Linked DNA regions of Mus musculus: regions 1, 3 and 4 are each linked to region 2. Evidence: chromatin contacts called from public Hi-C data. All regions are on one chromosome and are shown on one strand. Each heading gives the region's core, a stretch centred on a gene start, on an enhancer-like site or on the middle of the called end of the contact. The rest is flanking DNA. Distances are from core to core; before and after follow the strand shown. Region 1 overlaps App (amyloid beta (A4) precursor protein). Region 2 has its middle 120 kb from the start of Gm52244. Region 3 overlaps App (amyloid beta (A4) precursor protein). Region 4 has its middle 40 kb from the start of Gabpa.

The links. Hi-C and Micro-C count contacts between places; a contact is called where the count stands out from the background.
Region 1: a Hi-C map of cortical neurons shows a contact between it and region 2, with 2.6 times the contacts expected there. The contact joins two enhancer-like sites. A contact is called at or near these places in 3 of 484 Hi-C or Micro-C datasets (cerebellum, cerebral cortex and cortical neurons) and 1 of 115 datasets of contacts at active chromatin or transcription factors (differentiating embryonic stem cells).
Region 3: a Hi-C map of the N1E-115 cell line shows a contact between it and region 2, with 10 times the contacts expected there. The contact joins two enhancer-like sites.
Region 4: a contact with region 2 is called in a Hi-C map of cortical neurons, with 2.3 times the contacts expected there. The contact joins two enhancer-like sites. A contact is called at or near these places in 3 of 15 datasets of contacts at CTCF or cohesin (large pre-B cells, pro-B cells and stem cell-derived epiblast-like cells), 39 of 484 Hi-C or Micro-C datasets (the AtT-20 cell line, the G1E-ER4 cell line, the HL-1 cell line and 17 more), 2 of 115 datasets of contacts at active chromatin or transcription factors (SST interneurons and astrocytes) and 1 of 9 other capture datasets (embryonic stem cells).

Annotation. Positions count from the first base shown.
Region 1 is chr16:85,091,494-85,094,229 of GRCm38.p6, forward strand. The region is part of intron 3 of App (amyloid beta (A4) precursor protein); the gene reads right to left. Among named protein-coding and RNA genes, the nearest start is that of App, 81 kb to the right of the region's middle. Within about 2 kb of position 1,293, at least 31 of the 459 cell types and tissues checked have an H3K27ac peak or open chromatin away from gene starts, as enhancers often do. A contact at or near this core is called in cortical neurons, where this site is marked.
Region 2 is chr16:85,676,456-85,679,220 of GRCm38.p6, forward strand. No RefSeq gene overlaps it. Among named protein-coding and RNA genes, the nearest start is that of Gm52244, 120 kb to the left of the region's middle. Within about 2 kb of position 1,271, at least 8 of the 459 cell types and tissues checked have an H3K27ac peak or open chromatin away from gene starts, as enhancers often do. A contact at or near this core is called in the N1E-115 cell line, SST interneurons and cortical neurons, where this site is marked.
Region 3 is chr16:85,116,329-85,119,028 of GRCm38.p6, forward strand. All of the region lies in intron 2 of App (amyloid beta (A4) precursor protein), which reads right to left. Among named protein-coding and RNA genes, the nearest start is that of App, 56 kb to the right of the region's middle. Within about 2 kb of position 1,448, at least 35 of the 459 cell types and tissues checked have an H3K27ac peak or open chromatin away from gene starts, as enhancers often do. A contact at or near this core is called in the N1E-115 cell line, where this site is marked.
Region 4 is chr16:84,873,937-84,876,668 of GRCm38.p6, forward strand. No RefSeq gene overlaps it. Among named protein-coding and RNA genes, the nearest start is that of Gabpa, 40 kb to the left of the region's middle. Within about 2 kb of position 1,440, at least 34 of the 459 cell types and tissues checked have an H3K27ac peak or open chromatin away from gene starts, as enhancers often do. A contact at or near this core is called in the N1E-115 cell line, SST interneurons and cortical neurons, where this site is marked.

The DNA.
Region 1 (2,736 bases), core at 43-2,542, 580 kb before region 2:
GCTCTGCCCTCTGCTCATTTTCCACTGTCACTCAGGAATACCACTCGGGCCTAAGGATTCAGTCACTTTCTCTACTCTTCCAAGGCTGACCTCTCTTTTGGCATTTCTAGTCACCGGCTAGACACATAGAGACGTCATGGTGTCCAACCAGCTTTTCAAATCCCATGTACGCAAAGAAAAATGGCCCATTTCTCACTGGGTCAAATATCTTATGGGGAGAAAGAAGAGAATGGGAAAAAAATGTCACAGCACTTAACAAGTCAACTGCAAAGAAATGAGGCCATACCCCTTGAAACTGGCTCAGCTTTTAACTGGGCATCAGAGCACTATGGTCAGCTATCAGCACTCACTCTCTTAAAGCACTCGCTCTCAGCAGCACACCTAGGGATGAGCAACACAGGAGATAATAGAATTAAAAAGGAAGCAGATTAAAACATGACCCATCAAGGTCTTTTAGAAATTACCTATATCCTTTCCAGCCGTGTTTCCACAAACATGATCTTTTCAAAGGGGGTGAGCCCCTAGATAAATTCGTACCCTCCTCCTGTCACCATGCCAGTCCAGTCTTCGAAAGTGCCACTCAGATTTGTAAACAAGGCTTAGTTTCATTATTGCAAATCAATTTTCTGGAGCTTACTGCTCCTCAGAGAGCTGAAATAATTGAATTCCTGGACTTGTACGGAGAAAGGTTTGGGCAAGAAAGAATTATATGGAGGATTCAAAAGGTAGATCTCTAACTATGCTTTGGCAGCAAATTCCCCTGGAGGGTTCTGATCCACTTCTCTAATGCAGACTTTTATGATGAACTACACCGGCTGATGCAAATAAAATGGAAGTCAGATGGGGACACTCTGCTAACAGAACATAAAGGCAGCAGTTAAGCTTTTACAGCTGATAAGCAATGGCTTTAAAGTATAAGGAAGACATAGAATGTTAATATGTGACTAGGACTTCTCTCTGCCCACAAGCACCAGAAATATCTATAGAGAATTAAATATATATGCACAATTTGAGACTTTTGGTTGGCTTCATGCTCATAACCTAAGTAAGTATTTTCAAGGAGACAAAAGTCTAGGGTCACATAGCTAAATGAGAACAAGGCTCTTCCTCAACCTACTAATCTCCTATCACCAAACAGTCGATGGTAGATGTAAATAAATGGAGATTTCTGCTCCCTTCGCCAGATTTTCTGCTTGGTTGAATTTGATAATGAAAACGTCTGTTCCTTTCAGAGGGAGCACAAGTGTCATTCAGTTTTCACTCACCAGGCAGGGAATGAATGCGTTTGATTGGCTGTAGAATCATTTGAATATGCAAAATCATTTAAATAAGCATCCTTACAAGCTGAGGCACTTCCATCCATCCATGGATGCAGCAGTTTAGAGTTCTCTCCCTCAGTAAATCGAGGCATCAAATGAAGGTGTACTCATGCTTCAAACATCGTTAGACTCCACCCACCCTCCCCCTTTGCACATGGCTCAGTCACGCCTTCCTTTCCAGGCTGGGTACTCAACCAGAAAACAGCGATCAGTGCCAAAGCCCATTCCATTACCCCGAAGTCTTCCAGGTCAACGATCCAGAGTCACATGAAAAGACTAACTTGAGTTTACCTCTCCGGGGAGCAGATATTTTGAAGAGCAAGCATTCTGGGCAAGCAGAGACTAAGCTTTTAAATGCACTTAAATCATTTCTCAAAAATAGAAGATACAAGCAGAGTTTTTGGAGAACTTACATCTCTCATTTTATATTAAACAATCAGAAGGAGGACCTATGTGACTAAGGCTTGAAATAATTAAAGGGGATACCCCCTTTCAGATGGTATGATTTCTGCCTTTCTTGTTGACGAACATGCATTCAAGCAAAGTTATCATTCAGATCTGAGTTGTTTTACCCCAGGAATGTGGTGTAGGAAAAACACTGAGGCAAACTGACAATACGTAGCAGAATCTTCTGGAAGAAGTGTGAGTGAGGCAGCCCTTCCAACAGCATCCACTTTAGCAGACTATAGGAGTTCTCTGGTCTAAGCTTAAAGTTGTATGAAGTGTGCCCTTGAGGTCATTCATCAGAAAGGAAAATAAAGAAAATAAAGGCAAAGCCACTCCTTCCTCTTGACCTCAGTGGATGCCACATGACATCTGCACGATCAGCTCGTCTGGGGTTCTATTCAAGCTATATGGCTATCTCCAAGCCTAGACACAGTAGCCCATCTCTCCGAGAAAATAGAGCTGACATTCGAAAAGCCACGTAGAGTACAAAGGACATCTTTGATAACCAGTCCCATCTCAACAGAATATTCAACTACAACAATAAATAATAGGTCTTATCTGTATTTTCCTGAATTTTAAGCATTTGCCATTTTTTTGATTCATTAGGCAACTCTAGTTAGCATTCCCTCAGCAAGCGGCCTCTGCATTTGCTTGCAGATGATTTAACTTTCGTCTTTTCAGCTCTAATTTTAAATTTCTCTCTCTCTCTCTCTCTCTCTCTCTCTCTCTCTCTCTCTCTCTCTCTCTCTCTCTGTGTGTGTGTGTGTGTGTGTGTGTGTGAGAGAGAGAGAGAGAGAGAGAGAGAGAGAGAGAGAGAGAGAGAGAGAGAGAGAATTCAAGCAAGTATATGTAGAGGTCAAAGGACAACTCTCAAAGGTCATTTCTCTCCAAGATGTGGGCCCTGAACTCAGCTTTCCCATCCTATGCACAAACATCTCTATCCACTGAGCCATATCCTTGGTCCCTAGCT
Region 2 (2,765 bases), core at 21-2,520:
GGAAAACCATGTGAAAACAGAAATGTAGATAGAGTGGCATCGTGCACACAGGCATGACAGGAATGATGTAGCTGCATGCCAGAGGACAGAGGAGTGACAGTCCCCCAGAGCTGGCAGAGGCCAGGCACCAAGGGATTGGGATTATGTAGACATTTTGATTCTTCACTGTGTCTTTGGGCTCCATCTGGAGCTTTAAGCCACCATGTTCATGGTGCTTCTTCCCTGCAACCCGAAAAACTAATTCAGAGAGCTGAAGTCAAACATGAGAAGGGAAAAGACTTGTTTGTGTGCTCTTGTTTTCCACTGTTCTCCTGGGGTTGAGAAGGGCATTTCTCCCATGGTGCCAACAACCTGGAGACTGACTTTGCAAAGCTTTTTAGGACCTGCCAGGGCTCCATCAGGGAGCTCCGAGAAAATGACACCACCATTATATGATTTTAAAGCTATAAAAGATGAGCGTATTAAAGACCCAAGTCTTCGAAATGTTCCTTTCCGTGCGATTATGATACAGCAAGGAAGGCGGTGCTGGTGATAAAGTGGGCTGTTTGTTCTACAAAGGCCTTGTGGAAAACACATGTAAACTCAAGCGCTGTCGGCACATTCTTCTCCCACAAACTGTCTTTTCTGTTAGATGCCTATGGTTCCATCTGTCACACAGGAAATGGCTATCTGTTTTACCGGACCCATTGGATGAGATCGAGGCTAGCGTTCCTGGGGGTTACTTGGGAACCAGTGCTACAACGATCTGATATAGCTTTGAGCACTAGGTGGCATCAGAGAACCTGCACGTGCCCTGGTCTTCAGAGCTTGGAAAGTCCTGGCTGGTTTCATGAGCTCTTCTTCCTTTGCTTTCCTTTTGCCTCCACCTCATTGCGAAGCAGACACTTTGTGGTCTGATGCTCTACGTAGCTGTAGCTAAGGCTGCCAATTCCCAGAGAATCCCAGTTCTCCTGAAGGGCAAGATGAAAGCAGAGATATGTAAGTGCTATGTTTGGGAGATGGGAAGATGTCTCATCTTCAACAGGCTTTTTGAGAAGGGTTACTCCTCGCTTTCCCTGACCCTTCTTGCAAAGCCTGTTGAAGATGAAATGCGCTCTTCCTGGGACATTCTTGATAGTAATAGTGATTAGATTTCGTCAGGAGATAGCCAATATGATTGGCTGCATCTTGCAAATTGTGGTCCCCGGAGCCAGTGTTCTGTGTTCCCGGGACTGGGAACTACATTTGAGGTTATTACGATCTTCCTGTAACTGAGCGCTGACCCACATTGTCAGCGCTGCCGTTACTTTTTGTGGAAACACACACTTCTTCCTAATCATCTCTCCTCATGTGTGGGAGACTAGTCAGCCGGTGCTCATCGCATTGAGATTGCTCAGCGTACATTATCATTTGTTTTCAAGTCATCAGCATCAGCACGGGTCCAACATAGACCTTTTTTTATAAACCTTTGGTTGGGAAGTTGTTTTCTGCTTTGTGTAAACTACAATTTAAAAACATTATTTAAGCGAATGAAGTCATCACGAGACTGAGTTTGAGTTTCCAAAAAATTGTGAAAACATAGGCCCAAGGAGACATATGAATTCTGCTTTTTAGCAGTCAAGTGGAGTACAATAGGAAAAATCTAGACTTCCTGCTTCATTTGCAGCTGCCGCATTTCACATGTTGGTGTATTTCAAAATGTAGGCTTACATAAATCTTTTGTTTGGTGCATTAAATAGTCTAGGATCACAGTTTGGCCATTAAGTTGTTTTTTAAAATGAAGCTCATGTTTTAAAAAGTCACACTCAACTATACTTTGGTAGATTTTACTTACAATTAATATTTTTTAAAGAAACATAATATTCTCTTATATTCCATCCTTTCTCAAATAGTAAGAATGTTTGAATAAAAATAAAGTATCAGTTTTAGTGGTAGCTGATTGTGGGTTAAAAGTGCCATCTAGTGGTTACACAAGGAAGTTCATTTAACTTATAAATGATAGTGTAAATTTCTCCTTTTCACTTCCATACCAGAAAGCAGTACAGTTGTCAGTTGGTGAAATTATCCATCATCTGGATATGGATCCACCAAGACAGCATGCTACAGGGTTTGATGAAGCTATACTTTGTACTATGCTGGACTCAGCAAATGTCATGAAACCATCTGGTTAAATACAATGTAGATGTACAAGACAGGAGGCCAACGGATTTCCCTCTTGCTCATAAACTTTTCCTGAGGGTTTTTTTTTCATGATTGATTAATATATTAAAACCAAACTCCTGTGCAAATAGTAAACAAAAACAGATCTCTCTGTCTCTGTGTCTATCTCTCTATCTCCCTGTCTCTGTCTCTCTGTCTCTGTGTGTGTGTGTGTGTGTGTGTGTGTGTGTGTGTATGTGTGTGTGTGTAGAGATGTGCTTGAATACAGGAAAACAACTCATTTAACTGTTCCTTCAGAGGCTCCTTCCTCATGATCACTTGTCATGATAAATGCAGAAAGGAGGCTCCATCAACCCCTCGGGAGAGATCTTCAGCCTCTGGCTAAGAGCCATGAATGAACCAATGGCAGAATTCCAATCTCACTCAATTTCTCTTGAGCCAGTCATTGGGATGTGTCAAGGTTTCTTCCAGCAGGTTCCCCCTTGCCTTCTTCCCTTCTCTCTCTCTCTCTCTCTCTCTCTCTCTCTCTCTAAGGACAGGCCATCTCTGTATCCTTCTCTCTCTCTCTCTCCCTAAGGACAGGCCATCTCTGTATCCTTCTCTCTCTCTGAGAACAGCCCACCTTG
Region 3 (2,700 bases), core at 198-2,697, 560 kb before region 2:
CACTTGGGAATAGTTCTCTGCTCCAACACTCCAACACAGGACCTAGTCCTGCTTCCTCCCTTTGAAAGCTGCCTTCAGCCCAGGGTTTTTCTCTATGTAGGAGAAACCCTCTTCCACACACATGGGCTGTTCCATTGGTTTTGTCTCTGGGCAACAGAACCTACCTAGTTAACCGTTTCTTGGAAAAAGGTCATTCTTTGCCATTTCCAAAACTCACCAGATTCAGCGGAGTCTCCTTTCACCTTCAGATCTTTCGGCTCACCCTACTCTCTCTTTGGACACAGAATCTCACAGTGTAGCCAAGTATGGCCTCTGACTTTTAATCCTTTTGCCTTAGCCTCCCAGGTACTGGACAGCATAGCTGTGTCCAATGCAATATCTAGCCTCCTCCTCTGCACACACCTGAGATTTATGATGGACAACTATGCTTCCCTTGATTTGGCTTCAGTCTCCTTTGGCTTAAGTTGCCATCATTAAAAACCAATCAACCAACCAACCAAACAAACAAACAAAAAATAAATAAATACTAAAGCGAAGATGGTTTCCTTTGCCTCTGTTCACCTCAAGCTCTTTATCTAGATTTTTTTTTCCTCAGAGTGATAATTATCCTCGCCACTTGGTCATGTCATATTTGTAGCAATTAGGCTTGTCTCTATTAAGGGTAATGTCCTTTGTCAAAATTAATTTTCTCAAACAAAAAGGAAGAGAAGGAAGGAAGGAAGGAAGGAAGAAAGGAAAGAAAGAAAGAAAGAAAGAAAGAAAGAAAGAAAGAAAGAAAGAAAGAAAGGAAGAAAGAAGAAAAGACAACCTTTCTGCCTAATAAAAGGCAGTATCCAGCCAGTAAAAGGCAGATAGATGTGGCTGTCCAGTACCCAAAGCTAGTCGGAGAAAGATGATTTGATTTGAGGGATACTGTTTTAGAGTTGAGTGGTGATTTTATAGGCTTATGGGCACAGACCCTGTGAGCAATGTCAATGCTTCCTAGCCTATGGAAATAATTGCTGGTGATCCCTGTTCACATCCATGCAATTGAAACGTGCTAAGAATCTACCCCTATCCAAGTCAACCTGGGCCAGTCTGAAAAGCTTACACTCTTCTCCCCTTAAGAAGTGCACTGAAGACCTGCTTTTGGCATGTGGTCAGTTTTCATGGAGGCACACGCTGACCTTGCTAAAAATCACACTTCAGTCGCTCTCATTTTTGACCATACTTGTCTCATCATTTTTCTCTGTTTAGCAATTAACTTAGCTTGTCTCCCAGCACATGACACATGCCAGTTCTGGTCCTGTCTCTGGCCACTTCATAGCATCTCTTTGTTCCCCTTAAATGTTGCATTTCCCCAAGGTCTATTCCAAGGCTCCTTTCCAGAAGTGTCACTAAGTGGGTTAAAGGGACAGAAGCACTTGGCCCTGAGGCTGAGGCTTTGTTAAGAATGAAAAGGGATTACAAGTGGTGACATCATCACCTCTGCCCTGTCAATTTACAGCACTAAGACCTTGGGTCTGGAGCTGTGCTCCTCTTATGTTAATTAGTGGGTCTACACGGAGATCTTACCATCCAGAGGCAAATGTCTCAAAGAGGAAGACACTGGCTCTTATATCTTCTCCACACCTTGAAACATTCTAGTAAGATGATTTTCTTTCTTTTAAAGATACTAATTTATATTTATTTATTTTTATATCATCTGTGTTTTTCCCACATGTATGCATGTGTATGTATGTGCACCCACATGGGTGCCTGCTGCCCATGCAATCCACAAGAGGGTATGCAAACATCAGGAACTAGAGTTATCTATCCTTGGTTCTGAGCCACCAAGTGGGACTGGGAATCAGACCAGCATGTTTTGAGAGACGGACAAGTGCTCTAAGCTGCTTTGCCATCTCTCTATCTCCCTCTGCCATCTCTCTATCTCCCTCATTTGTGCTTTTGAGACATTTCATTCTATAGCTAAGGCTCAGATTTGCCAGTGTAAGGATTACAGGAGAGAGCCACCACACCCAGATTGAACAATGTGATTTAAAGGCTTCCAAGAACCTTCTGAGTGGCAATCTGTGGGGACTCCCCAGCTCATTTCTCTCTTATGCTTCAGATGACCGGATAATGAATTGATTACGACCCTGTCACAGTGACACTGGACAAGCCGAGAGCACTGCTGAGTGGAAATACAAACAAGTGGCCAGTGGACATTCAAGTTTTTTTCCAGCTTCATGAAAAAAACAAAACAAAAAAAAACCACAAAGAGGTGAAATCAACTTTAACCCCATATAGTTTGACTGTAACATCCTTATGACATCCTTAATAACTACACACAATATAGTCACTTCAAAATGAAATCTATGTTGTATGCCTTTGTTGGTATTACATTTCTGAAACATGACATTTATCTCAACAGTACAGATCTAACTGGCCACATTTCAAGTGCTCAAGCTGTACAAAAAGCATAGGGACTGGAAACTCCGTCACATGGGCTTGGGACCAGGTGTCTGGAATGTTCTACAGTGATATATACTGGATAGGGTTGACTCTGAAATTCCAACGTAGTCTCTCCTCTTCTTCAAAAATTAAGCCAACGAATGGCTTCAGTGGCTTTTCATTGTTATAGGATGCGGACCAAATTCATGAAAATGGCTCGCAAACCCTTGATATGTTAGCCCTTTCTTGTCCAATGGACTGCAGGTGATGAGCAAGGAGAGATGAATG
Region 4 (2,732 bases), core at 190-2,689, 800 kb before region 2:
TGTTTTTAGGTCTCCCTGCATATGCTCTTGAGTGAGTGTGTATGTCTGTGCGCGTGTGTACACTTGCTACATGCCTGTTTGTGGAGGTCAAAGGACAACTTCATCTACCATGTGAGTCAGGTCATTGGACTCGGTGGCAAGCATCCCTCCCCACTGAGCCATCTTGCTGATCCACAGGTAGGATTTTAGTATGTTGGCACGAGCTTCACGGGCTGATAGCAGGCAGCACTCAGCAGGAGGTTGAGACAGTTTGGACTAATGAGGTAAAGCCCAAATGTATCCTAGCTTTGTGCTCTGGGGAGTGAGATTCCAGGACACAGTTAGGGGAAAGGTTACTGGCCACCGGGCTCTGAGAGGCTGCAGAGGGGCTGGGTGATGGCTAAGCAGTTAGGCACACTGGCTGTTCTTTCATAGGTCCCGAGTTCAAGTGCCAGAAACCACATGGTGGCTCACAAACACCTGTAATGGGATTTGATGACCTCTTCTGGCATGCAGGTGTACATGCAGATAGAGCACTCATACATATAAATGAATGAATGAATCAATCAATCAATCAATCATTCAATCTTTTTAAAAAACAGAGTTTGCAGAACATAGAACACAGCTATCAGGTACCATTTGAGGGGGTACATAGAAGGTTCTCCCACACTTATTGGCTCACTGCCTTGAGGACACAGCCTACTGATGTCTGAAAACGCATACTTGAATGAAGCTCAGGAAGCAGACACAGGATCCATGCTCCCACCGCTGCAGAGGAAAAGTGGTAATTTTGAGGCATTAAATAATACAATCTGAAAGTACTATAACTGGCTATTAATTTGTGTCATGATTCTTAAAAAGAAATCCACTTTTAAAAACCAGAAGGCTAGGGATCAATTTCACATGCTCATCAATAAATGTCTCAAAGTATTTAATCATATCTCATGGCCACTCACATACACCTTTAAAATTATTTTTATTCTTTCTATTGAATTTTTGATAAGCCCTTCTCCCCTAATTCAACTGGAGTTTGTATGCTGCTTATCTGGCTACTATTATTGAGTTATATGTCTAAATAATAAAAATGAAACCATGAGAGTGAGGTTTCTGGGATAAGGCGAGGTCCCAGTTCCAGAGTTTTCCAGCTGAGGTCACTGTGGCTAAGGCATCCTCGGCTGGCACGAGACGCGAGAGGAAGAAGGATGCAAATCGGAAAGCGTGGCCAAAGCAAAAGGACAGGGACACATTTTGGAGATGACGATAAATGTGTGGTGGCGGCTGTTTTCCTTTGGACTCAGTGACGGGGAGAACGCTTGTGCCTGAGCTGATGAGCCGGCACAACAAACGTACAGACTAAGCTGTAGTGATTCTGCAGGTGGTCGGCATCACTGGCCTTCGCAGTGACGCAGCGCATAAGTCACTAAATCAGCCTGTGTCATATTGCAGTCACTCGCAGATTCCCTGCGTTGGAGCTCATTGGCTGGCATCTGAGCTTGGCAGACAGTTGTAGAGGGAAGCCGCAGGCTACCTTTCCAGCAATGGGTTGAGGTCCAATCCTTCTCCCTCCATGTCACCAGGACACGACAGGAAAGTCCGAAGCAAGCCCAGGGTTGTTTATTAAGAACAGTTACCCCAGTTCAAAGTGGCTGAAAATTCTAGGATTAAAAATGTCTGCCTGGCCGCATCACAGCTCCAAAATAAACAGTGTGTGCTTGAGCCCCGCCAGCTGTTTTGGTAGTCACACATGTAGTCTAAATGGCAAGGTAAAGAAATTTATGTAACTAAAAACTGTTCATCAACAAGGACTCCCTGGGTTTTTTTTTCTCCCCTTTGAAATGGGAAAACATATTTTTCAGATCTTACTCAGCTGTGCAAGGAGGTAAACAGATGTATTCCTTCACACTCCCTGCAGAGCATATTGCGCTGCTCACACATACAAAGCGATGGAGTTGAAGCTACACAAATGTTGTCTGTTATGAAACCTGTCTCCGCAGGGATATCATTTCCAAGGAGGGTCTCGTTTAAGAGACCAGTGCTTGGTGTCACGCTTTGTGCGAAAGGTGATTTTTTGTTTTCTTATGAACACAGTATTATTCACGTTTAAACCTTGGCTTAGTGGGCAGTTATTCCTCACCTCCTCCTTCTTAAACTTAGAGGATTTTATCTGTTTAAAATTCTGTTGTTCCTGTCGAGGTGTTGAATGGCTCCACTGAAGGAAGAAGGGTCTGGGTGAAGTTGAAGGGAATTCTAGGCATGGAGGCAACACACAACACAGCCTTGGAATCCGAGAGTTGACGACGGTGCTCCCCATGGAAACAGCATTCATTTGGAATTCTGCCAGAGCATGAGCACTGTGTTCAGCATGTACGTCCCTGTCAAGAGGCTGGAGGACCCTGCTGATGAGGCTCAGTGGCCCAAGAGAGAAGCCTGAGGAGGGGTTTGTGCCAAAGACACCTGCATCTTGGATAGTCTTGTAGCAACCCTCCAGACGACTGTCCTCTGCTGTCCATGGGGAATGACTCCAGACACAGGCACCGGACTTTGAGGGTGCGCAACACTCATAGGGCAAGAATTTGCATATAACACAAGCACAAACTCCCTAGGTCGCCTCTAGACTAATACATAGAACGTTGTGAGCACTCTGTAAATGATTGTTTAACGGTGCCATTTAGGGGTAGTGACAGGAAAATGGTTTGTTTTTGGTCACTAACTGTTAGCAGTTGTCAATTAACCTCTCAAATCGACTAGGCAGG